3 separate regions of the Zea mays genome follow, and regions 1 and 3 are each linked to region 2. Evidence: chromatin contacts called from public Hi-C and HiChIP or PLAC-seq data. All regions are on one chromosome and are shown on one strand. The core of a region is the stretch at or near the end of the contact, and the rest is flanking DNA. Distances in the headings are between cores, read along the strand shown.

Evidence for each region. Hi-C and Micro-C count contacts between places; a contact is called where the count stands out from the background. HiChIP or PLAC-seq counts read pairs in DNA pulled down with a chosen protein or histone mark.
Region 1: a contact with region 2 is called in a Hi-C map of endosperm, with 2.9 times the contacts expected there. The contact joins the promoter of LOC100275469 here to the promoter of LOC100304319 in region 2. A contact is called at or near these places in 7 of 25 Hi-C or Micro-C datasets (bundle sheath, ear, endosperm and 2 more).
Region 3: an H3K4me3 HiChIP or PLAC-seq map of leaf shows a contact between it and region 2, with 4 times the contacts expected there. The contact joins the promoter of LOC100382040 here to the promoter of LOC100304319 in region 2. A contact is called at or near these places in 2 of 25 Hi-C or Micro-C datasets (ear and leaf) and 1 of 3 datasets of contacts at active chromatin or transcription factors (leaf).

The regions. Positions count from the first base shown.
Region 1 is chr1:32,727,882-32,731,584 of Zm-B73-REFERENCE-NAM-5.0, reverse strand. It overlaps LOC100275469, which reads left to right and starts at 2,072. Exons shown (of 1, transcript NM_001149534.2): 1 at 2,072-3,674. The coding sequence starts at 2,470. The coding sequence ends at 3,240.
Region 2 is chr1:32,973,921-32,977,598 of Zm-B73-REFERENCE-NAM-5.0, reverse strand. It overlaps LOC100304319, which reads right to left and starts at 2,180. Exons shown (of 3, transcript XM_035963204.1): 1 at 887-2,180.
Region 3 is chr1:32,808,396-32,812,209 of Zm-B73-REFERENCE-NAM-5.0, reverse strand. It overlaps LOC100382040, which reads left to right and starts at 1,955. Exons shown (of 1, transcript NM_001174805.2): 1 at 1,955-3,814. The coding sequence starts at 2,073.

The sequences.
Region 1 (3,703 bases), core at 823-3,322, 250 kb after region 2:
AGAAATGCTGCAGGTTTTGTGAAACATCAAAGCCCCCCCCCCCCCTCCACTAGCCCTGTAGTCCGTAACTTTGAGCGGTGCTTGTCGGCAATTTTTGTTTTGCAACCCCCCTCATTATTAATTATTGCTAATTTTTGTCGTTCACTATTTTATTAAGAACGTAGGAAGTTTTGTTTTCAAATCCGAAAACCACCCCTTGTCATGCGCTCGTTTGCTCGAGTCGGCGTGTTGGGGAACAATTCCTGGACCGCCTTGACGTGCTTTGGCATTCGACTAGAGGAGCTCGGCGTGGTTTGCTGCGGTTTTAGGGCATGTTTGGTTGGTTACCTCAGTTGTCACACTTTGCCTAACTTTTCTGTCTAAGTTTAGTTATTCAATTCGGACGACTAACCTTAGGTAAAGTGTGACACATTTAGCCACAAACTAAATATGCCTTTAATCCGGTTGCGACTCTCTATGGATTACAGTTGTGGAAGAGCTGCGGCTGCCAGCTAGCTGAACAAGCGATGTAGCAACAACTCAGATTTGTAACCGTAGCTTTATCAAAATCGGTAGCGAAACAACTTGAATGATACATATGTTATGAACACATTTTTTAAATAATTCTGATGGCACATAGTATTTAATATCATAAACCTCAATACCTTATTTTTATGAATCTGGTTGAACTTGAACATTTTTCTGACAAGTTATTATACTAAAATCGTAGTCTTTTAGGGTTTATATATATATATATGAAGTAAGCAAGAAAAATAAGGCTCAGGGCATACACATTGACCATCTCACCAATTCTGCTTCCTATAACATACCTGATTTGCGATCAGAAAAAAGCTCAAATCATTAAGATATATGGTTGCTTACAAATCAAATGGTTTCAATTACTAGAGCTAAAGCAACTTACAAAAAAGTAATGCATTTTTCAAAAAAAAACATCGGTTAAATTTCAAGTGTCTGATCTTTCATACTATTACATTAAACAATCAATTAGTATAATTAAAGGAACAACTCGCAAGAGACAAGTTCTAATCTTTTTTATATAGTCAAACAACGACAAGTTGTCTGAACAAAAACAAAAAAAAACGAGCACCTGCAATTAGGAGAGTGTAAAGGTTATGCATGAAATATTTTATTTTGACTAGTATTTTTTGTAATATTTGAATAAAATGGGAAAAACTATACCACTAAAAATGCATTTGAAGCCCAATATACTCATATGATTTTTCAAGCATCCGAACTTAATTAAGCAAAAAAAGAAAGTGTAACCAAAACTTAGAATTGTTGGCTTAAAGACAACATGAAACATTACTTAGGCTACTCACAATGAGGATTTCATGTCTCTGTTTCCAAAAATGCCACATCAGATCTATAATTGAATGAAATACCCTCTCTCGATAGAGAGTTTCATCTCACTATTTCATATGTCAACATACTTCTTAAATGCTGCATATAAATAACCAATATGATTTACTCAATTATATGAAGATGAAACAAAACACTCTCAGTGGAGGTTTCACACAGTTTCCAAGACATTGGAAACGAGTTAACATGATTTCATCCCCATGAAACTCTTCTTTCTTAAATGATGTGACATGTCATCCAAATAGCTGATGTGGCAGGCTAATTAATACATGAAACACCCTATGAAACCTCCATTATGAATAGCCTTAATTGCTTTTATTTTGAGAGTACTTGCTTCCTCGAAAAAGAGAGAGAAACATTATTATCCTTGATTATCTTTTCCCTTGACCGGTAGTAGGCTGGTAGCTAGTGTTCTTGAGAGCAATAATGCTCACAACTGGCCAAGAACAAAATACCATTCTCTCAAGGGGCATCACCAAAAGTATTTTTTTATTTATCCCAGGATATAGTTGACACGTGTAAATCTGCCATTAGGTAGCAAAGGAGGAAACGAGGGCGCAGCAGTTTGTGGTCAATTGTTGAATCACCTCCCAATTCCCCAAAACGTTAGACGGTGTGACACCTAACCCACGATCCACCTTTCTCTCTCTCGACCTTGTTCCCTCTCGCTATAAAGAGGAGCATGGCATGCCACAGAGCTGTAGCCCGGATCGGAGGTGGAGGGTGGGCTTTGTGCAGAGGCCATTCCCTCGCTCTCTATACTGGAGTAGATAGCAGCAGGAGGAAGATAACATCTCCTCAAAAATAGATATAGCTTCTTCCTCTTTGGTTCTCTTCGTTCTTTTCTTTCTTCTTCGATCTAAACACGCCTTCGATCCATCCTAGTATCCTTGCTGTTTTTTCTTCCCCAAGGATTTTGCTAGCTCTCCTGTTGCAGATTTCCTCTCAAACTAATACGAGTTCTCTCAGCTCCTAACCACCTGAATTCTTTTTAGGGAGCGCTTCCTTTTCCATTCAGCAATCAATATCGAAAACCTGTCTTTCTTGAGCAAAACAGCGCAAATACTACCTAATCAAGAAGCTTTTGTTCTATAGATCGACAAAAGCAAGATGGAAAACGTTCTCCTGGATCGATCATCTAGAAGCCTTGAGTTCCCGAAGCGATCCCTAATTGGTCGCGGCCGGCGGGGGCCAGCTGGCGCGAGGACGGCGGTGCCGCCGTTCGGCTCGTACAGCTCGTTCACGACGTGGCAATCACACAACCACCTGCACAAAGGTGGCGCATGGGCCTCCGCTCCCGCGCTTCCATACGCGAGGCCTCCGGTGATATACTCGTCGCCGTCTCTTCCTCTCCTGCCGTCCCACCAACCGCCGCTCCTGCCGCTCCCACCGACCGCTGCAAAGTACGCCACTTTCCCCGCCCTACCAGCAGCTCCGCCCCCGCCGGCGTCGGCGCCACGCGCCGGCAGGGCAGCAGCGGGAAGCACCACAGTATCAGTTTCGGCAGCAGTGCCGCCTGCAGCCCCTGCGCCGCCGCGCCAGAGGGACAGGAGGAGGAGGCCGGCAAGGCCGCCTCCGCCGACGATGGAGAGGTCCGCAGCGCAGAAGAAGAAGCCGCTGGAGCGCGCGACGCCTCTGCCGCCCGCGCCAGTGGTGACGGAGGCACTGGACGACCTCGAGCAGGAGGTGGCCAGGGACTTCGTTCAGGACCTGCTGCACGTGCTGGCGCCGCCGCCAAGCAGCCTGCCGCTGCCCAGCTTCTCCCTCGTCGTGAAAGCGTCCTCCCCTACCAAGGACACCAGAGTGGTGATGCCGGCCGCGCCGTCCTGCAACGTGGAGGCCGCCACCGCCGATGGCATCCGCGGCCTCCTCCGTCTGTAGGACAGCAGGGAGAAGGCCCATCTGCCAGTCTGTCGTGCTTGGTATTCCATAATATTTCCCCGCCAATATTATTTTTTTGGTTGGGAAAATTAAATGCGTAGAAAAATATTGCAAGAAAAGATGTGATGCTTGAGCTCTGGTCGGTCGAGTTGTCCGCAGCGTGACTGTGATGTTGGCGTTGGATGGATGCTACCTCTGGCGGTGCAAAAGCGAGAGGAAGACGACGATGTCAGCTAAGGTTAGTTTGTGCGAGACGTCGGTGTGGTAGATATCTAGGGTTTTACGTTAGTGTCTACTGCCGTACTCCACTAGTACTGCTTTTTCTTGATTGGGTGATGGGTTTTTTGAATTACCTTGTATCAAGATCACTGCATATATACGATGTAATGTATGCAAGTGCGTGTGACTTTACATATATATTATATATTTGAAACATTGTATTCTTGTTGGATTTAATCCGCAT
Region 2 (3,678 bases), core at 931-3,430:
CCAGACACTCTGTCTGCAACGACCACCGAATCGTCTGATTGGCCACCTTCCTTTTCGGGTGGGCACAGGACTGTCCGGTGGCACACCAAACATGTACGTGACCCTCCTGACCGCTGGCGTGCTGACGTGGCTGGCGTCGATCACGCGGCCGACCATTGATGCGAGCGAAGAGCCGTTGGCCGCGTAGCCTACCGGACATGTCCGGTGCACACCAGACTATCCAGTGAATTATATCCAGTGCGCCCAAGAAAAACCCAAGAGCGGCTAGTTGGGGTCAGCCGACCAGGCCAGCACCGAACATATGCGGTGCACACCGGACTGTCCGGTGATGCCGAGTCTGACCCAACTTTGGCTCTTTTGATCCAAACTACTTTACTTCTTTTTGGCTCTCTTTGTGATGATTCCTATAAATATACTCAAACTAAGTCCAAATGCCACTTTACTTGCACAAAGAAGTTAATAGCCAAATAACATCGCAAGAAACATAACATAAAGTAAGTGCAACTTATCTGAACACTTAAACCTCATGTTTTGTGGTTTGGCCCACAGTTGCACGTTTTGGTCTTTTAATCCACTCATTTGGACTTTGCATCTTCAATTTGCTTTAATATAACTTGTGCTCATGCTCATGCTCATACCAAGATGGTGAGATCAAAGTGGTGTCTTGGGCAGTTAATCACCAAAATAACTCAGAAATGCCCCAAAGGCACACTTCCCTTTCAGCCGGAGATGCTCTAAGAGCATGTTTAGTTGAGTCATAGCTTTTAAAAGGACTTTTGTGAGATTAAAGTTATGAGAGAAACTGAAAGCTATTTGATTAGGGCCTGTACAACGCCATTCATTACGACGTCTATAGAGGAAGCACTGAGAGTAAATAGAAAATTACTTTGCAGCCACTGCTTCACGAAGAGACGTCTCTGGCCTCTTCCCCTAGCTTGAATCGCACCTCCTCCTATTGGAGAGACGTCTTTGGATTATTCCCCTAGTTGGAATGAAAGCTTGCCCCATTGCACACATCGCCTTGTCGATTGCTTGTCTGGTGGTGTGCTTCATGGCATGAAATCAATCGGTGCGTGTTCCTCCCTCCTATTCACCATAAAATGCTCCTTGAAATCTCACTTCCTTTTGGCTCTACTAAACGACAGCAACCATGAAGAAGGGAACACCAACGACCGTCGGTCTGCCTTTACAACGTTGAGCTCGACCACCAAAATATGGGATAACTCAAAGCATATCGCGCTTAAGTATGATTTAATTGAACATATATTTTATTGATAGGATCACCAATTTCAAGCTCAACTGTGATATAGTCAAAAAATTACCTTCAATATGATATATCATATGATATATTTAATGTAAGTGGTATAATTTTGAAAGACAACATGTATATGGATACACACTCAATTAAGACTGCACTTATAGAAACTTCATTATATGGTAGAGTCTATTAGTTGTTTGTTACACTTGGAAAACCATTCCAGTGTATCTTCATTATACATGCCCTTAGAGTAGCTATAAATTATAGGTTGTGTAAAAAACATATAATGCCTCTCGGGGCATAAGGTAATGTTCATATGCAAATTGAACGTAAGTGACTATTATGTTCACTTATTCACATGTAAATAACTATTTTGGAAAGAAAATAAAACAAAACTTTCTAAGTTTTTCATGCATCAAAGCAATATGACCTACATAAATATAATAATAGCATTTTACAAATTGATAAAAGGCTTATACCATGATGACATCCTTCAACATAACTATCTTTCTCTCGCAATATCCAAATCATACAATGAAAGAACAATGTATACTTTTAGGAGGGCAGAAAATAGAGAGAAAATTGCAAACACATGATTCTTATATCCTTTATAATTGTTAGAAACATAGATTTTAGTTGAAAAAAATCCTCTATCAACTTATCTAATTAGAAATCTAAATATAACCTTACTCTATTTTGGTTTTTTCGCTAGCAAAAGATGGACAATGATGTTAACAACGAAGATGTAGAAAAGCTACTCAAAGAGTAGAAAGATATCGACATTTTTTATTTGAATTAATCTAAATAATAGTTTAGCAAATTAGTTTTAAAAAGACTTGAAGATATGAAGGAAACGGGTGACGCCTAAGAGGGGGGGGGGGTGAATTAGGACTTCTAAAACTTTTACTAAACTTGGCCACAATTAAATCCCTAGAGCAAAACCTATGCAAGAATCAAAACTAGAATGTGCAAACTAGGTTTTGTCTAAGTGTTGCTATCTCTACCGCAAAGGCTAAGTTTCAATCTACACTAAATAAGTATGACAACAAGATTGAAACTTAAATGCTTAATATAAATGCGGAATGTAAAGAGCTAAGTAGAGAAGCAAACTCTCGTGGATGACGCCGGTATTTTTACCGAGGTATCCGGAACCGCGCAAGGTCCCGACTAATCCTCGTTGGTGCCCCTACGCAAAGGGAAGCCCACGCGAGGGCCAAGCACCTCGGTCGAGTAACTCCGTAGAGAGCCGCGGGCCTTCTCCACGCGCAAGTGGTGCTCCGCTTCCGGCTCCTCTCGGACGCTCCCCGCCGTCTCCACTATCGAGCTTCCGGCCGAAACGCCGCGGGCCTCGTTCCCTCCGGTACACGGTGGCGGCCGTGACACAAACACGGTTGTCACGGTCTCGCAAGACTCTCGCCCCACTCGGTACAATTACAACGGCTCGCGCAAGAGCCGAGGGGTTGTGAGGTTTATCTAAACTCACTCAACTAACTAGGATTCACCTAGAGCAAGCGCTAAAGCGGTCTAACTAACCTAAGCACTTCGCAAAGCACCTACGCTAATCACCGAGTGATTCTATTAAGCACTTGGGTGTTTGAGCACTTGGAAATATGCACTATGTGTATTGGAATGTTGCTTGGGCTCTCACACTTGAGAATGGCCGGTTGGGGTGTTATTTATAGCCTCCACACCCTCAACTAGCCGTTGGACAGAAAGCAGCAGCTTTCTGTCGTCGGGTGCACCGGACAGTCCGGTGCACCACCGGACACTGAACAGTAGATGTCCGGTGCGCCTATGTCAGCCGACCGTTGGCGTCTGTAGCAGTCGACCGTTGGATCCGACCGTTGGATTCGACCGTTGGATTCGACCGTTGCCGTCTGCCCGTTGGCACACCGGACAGTCCGGTGCACACCGGACAGTCCGGTGCTACAGCCCGAGAGCGCCTGCCTGCGGCCTCTCTGCGCAGACCATCCGGTTGTCCCACCGGACAGTCCGGTGCACACCGGACAGGTACTGTGCACTGTCCGGTGCGCCACCAGGCGCTGGCTGACAGCCCTCTTCTCAGGTTTCTTTGCTGATTTCTATGGGCTTCTTTTGTTCTTGAGTCTTGGACTTCTATGCATCTTTTTATGTCTTCATTTGAGGTGTTGCATCCTTATTGCCTTGGTCCAATCCTCTTCGCATCCTGTGAACTACAAACACAAACACTAGAAGCCTTATTAGTTCACGGATTGTGTTGTTCATCAAACACCAAAACTCAATTAGCCAAAAGGCCCGGGGTCCATTTTCCTTACAAGATACCTAAGCTGCAGTATCGAGCCTAATTTAGGTTAGGACATGGTCAACTATGGCGCGTAGCAGCCACACACCTAGCATTAGCCCATTAGATGGTAACCTCGCGCATTTCTTCCCGGGAGTTG
Region 3 (3,814 bases), core at 706-3,205, 170 kb after region 2:
ACCATTCCGAGGCCGCCAGATGAAAAGGACGCCTCAGAGGCCATTAGATCGAAGATGGTCGTCGGAGGAGGACGCTCGAGATGTGCCGCATCGGAGGAGGTTGTTGTCTTTACTCTTTAGATGCCACCACGGACGGTCACCACAGCCATCACTACTCGCGCCTCGGAAGGTCGTCGCCACCGCCACCGCCACCGATCGCGCCTCGGAAGATCGCAGTCGACGCCCCCGCTCGCGCCTCGAGAGATCGCAATTGACTCCACCGCTCGCGCCTAGGACAGTCACAGCCCGGGAACGAGAAACCGTCCTGAAACCCTAATTCCTAGAGGTCTGGGGTGTTTTTATAGACGTCCGGAACTGGTCTGACTGAACCGAATGGCGCGTCTGGACTAGGCTTACTCTTTACTCCGAGTTTTTTCATCATATTTTTCCCTTGATTCTGTTTATATTTTGAAATTTTTAAATTTTGTAGAAAATTTTAAAATACTGGTTGGAAACCGAACCGGGAACGAGAAACTGTACCGAAAACTAGGTTTTTGTACCAGTTTTTGTAAACCCTGACCAAGTGACATCGAGGGAGGGCCCCGTCGGCCGGCCCCTGCCCGTTCCAACCAAAAAGTCACCGATTTTGCGCCACAATTGGGGCGCCTCGTGACCGGCAGGGAACAAAGAAACGGAGTCAATGAAGCGGTCACCACTTCGGTGGGCAGGGACCTCATCATTCAGTAACGCCTTTTCGATAGATGCCATAGCCACTGGGAAAAATGAGCGTGGCTAGAGCCCCAAAGCTCGCTTTACCGCCAAAGCACGCTCCCGTCTCCGCTCCCTGATCGGGTTTAGGACCGATGCCCACGTTAATGCAGCACATATGCCTAATCCACGTTTATCCTTCGTCGTTTGCGGCCAGCTCAGTTCAGGTCCGGAGGTCCCCGCTCGTGTTGTCGCAAAGGCAAAGCCACACATGGGTATCGCCATCGCCTGGGACCCTACGAGGCTACGATACGACCCCGAGGGAGCTTAGCAGCAGTATCATCACAAACGAGCAAAGTGACAGGTCCTCGCGACCTCCAGCATATATTCATGCAGCTAGCAGCTGTATCCTCTTGTGCCGATATAGAAACTGGCCCAGATGTTCGAGAACGATCAGATCAACACAGCTAACACGAGAGAGAACCCGCGCCCTGCGGTACTGCCACGTCGCACCGCTCATTTTTGAAGAGATGGCGACGCCCACCCACGGTCTCGCTAGCTGGTGCTGGTCGCGTCGCTCCCACTCTCCCCTGCTCACAATCACAACCGCAGACGTGGCTGATCCGCACGGAAAGCACACGGCGGCAGCTACCAGCGCCCCACGACCATTCCCAGACCTTTTCCCCACCCTGACGCCCATCTGACTGAAAACCCACGGCGGCCATTTATCGGGGACGTTGGTACTGGCAGCGGGGCGAAAGACTTTACTACCGCCGCTGTCGTTGTACGTACGAAAACCCAAGCCCACGTCGAACGGCCAGCGCGGCGCAAAAAGGCCAAAACTGCTGCTGCCCCAACACCCCCACTACCCCGCAATTAATAACTCCCCGCGCACTGCTGCCGCCTCCACCGCTCGTCCTCGGCATCGGCACACGGTGCCATCACTCTCCCACTCCCACTCACTCACACACTGTCTCGCTCGCTCGCTTGCTCACCCACCAATGGCGAGTCCTCCTCGCTACCCGTTCCCCGTCCTCCTCCTCGGCCTCGCGCTGGTGGCGTTGATGGCGCCGGCGCTACTGCGAGCAGATGGCGGCGCCGAGGAGGAGGAGGAGGCGCGGAAGACGTACATCTTCCGCGTGGACCACAGCGCCAAGCCGTCCGTGTTCCCCACCCACGCGCACTGGTACGCCTCCGCCGCGTTCGCCTCGGCGGCACCGGGGGCAACCCCGCTGCGGCCGCTCCACGTCTACGGCACCGTCTTCCACGGCTTCTCCGCGTCCGTGCCGGCGTCCCGCGCCGAGGAGCTGCGGCGCCACCCGGCCGTGCTCGCCGCGTTCGAGGACCGCGCCCGCCCGCTTCACACCACCCGGTCGCCGCAGTTCATGGGCCTCCGCGCGCGCCTCGGCCTCTGGTCCCTCGCGGACTACGGCTCCGACGTCATCGTCGGGGTGCTCGACACCGGCGTCTGGCCCGAGCGCCGCAGCCTGTCCGACAGGAACCTGCCGCCCGTCCCCGCGCGCTGGCGCGGCGGCTGCGACGCCGGCCCCGGCTTCCCGGCCTCGTCCTGCAACAGGAAGCTCGTCGGCGCGCGCTTCTTCTCGCAGGGCCACGCCGCGCGCTTCGGCGCCTCGGCCGCCGCGTCCAACGGCTCCGTCGAGTTCATGTCGCCCCGCGACGCGGACGGCCACGGCACGCACACGGCCACCACCGCCGCGGGCAGCGTCGCGTACGGCGCCAGCATGGAGGGCTACGCGCCCGGGGTCGCCAAGGGCGTCGCGCCCAAGGCCAGGGTGGCCGCGTACAAGGTCTGCTGGAAGGGCGCCGGCTGCATGGACTCCGACATCCTCGCGGGCTTCGACCGCGCCGTCGCTGACGGCGTCGACGTCATCTCCGTCTCGATCGGCGGCGGCAGCGGCGTCACGGCTCCGTTCTACCTCGACCCGATCGCGATCGGCGCGTACGGAGCCGTCTCCCGGGGGGTGTTCGTGGCCACCTCCGCTGGAAACGAAGGGCCGGCCTCCATGTCGGTGACCAACCTCGCCCCGTGGCTTGCCACCGTTGGCGCCGGCACCATCGACCGTAATTTCCCGGCTGAAATCGTGCTGGGCGACGGCCGACGCTTGTCCGGCGTGTCGCTGTACTCCGGCAAGCCTCTTACCAACTCATCGCTGCCTCTGTACTACCCCGGGAGGACTGGCGGGCTCTCCGCTTCGCTGTGCATGGAGAACTCCATCGACCCTTCACTGGTGAAAGGCAAGATCGTCGTCTGCGACCGCGGCAGCAGCCCGCGCGTGGCCAAGGGAATGGTCGTCAAGGAAGCTGGTGGCGCGGCGATGGTCCTTACTAACGGGGAGGCCAACGGCGAGGGACTGGTTGGAGACGCCCACGTCCTCCCTGCTTGCGCGGTGGGCGAGAAGGAGGGCGACGCGGTCAAAGCGTATGCCGCGAACGCCTCCAGCCCGATGGCGACAATCAGCTTCGGGGGCACGGTCGTCGGCGTCAAGCCGGCACCCGTGGTGGCCTCCTTCTCGGCGCGTGGACCCAACGGGCTCGTCCCGGAGATTCTCAAGCCGGACTTCATCGCACCGGGCGTCAACATCCTCGCCGCGTGGACGGGCGCCACGGGTCCGACCGGCCTGGAGGGCGATACCCGCCGCACGGAGTTCAACATCCTGTCCGGGACGTCCATGGCGTGCCCGCACGCCAGCGGCGCCGCCGCGCTGCTCCGGTCCGCGCACCCCGGGTGGTCGCCGGCGGCGATACGGTCCGCGCTGATGACTACGGCCATCGTGACGGACAACCGCGGCGGGCCCGTGGGCGACGAGGCAGAGCCCGGGCGCGGCGCGACGCCGTTCGACTACGGCGCCGGCCACATCACCCTGGGCAAGGCCCTGGACCCCGGCCTGGTCTACGACGCCGGGGAGGACGACTACGTCGCGTTCATGTGCAGCATCGGGTACGAGCCGAACGCGATCGAGGTGGTCACGCACAAGCCCGTGGCGTGCCCCGCGACGGCGAGCGGGGCCAAGGCCAGCGGCAGCCCCTCGGGCTCCGACCTCAACTACCCGTCCATCTCCGTGGTGCTCCGCGGCGGCAACCAGTCCAGGACGGTGACCCGCACGGT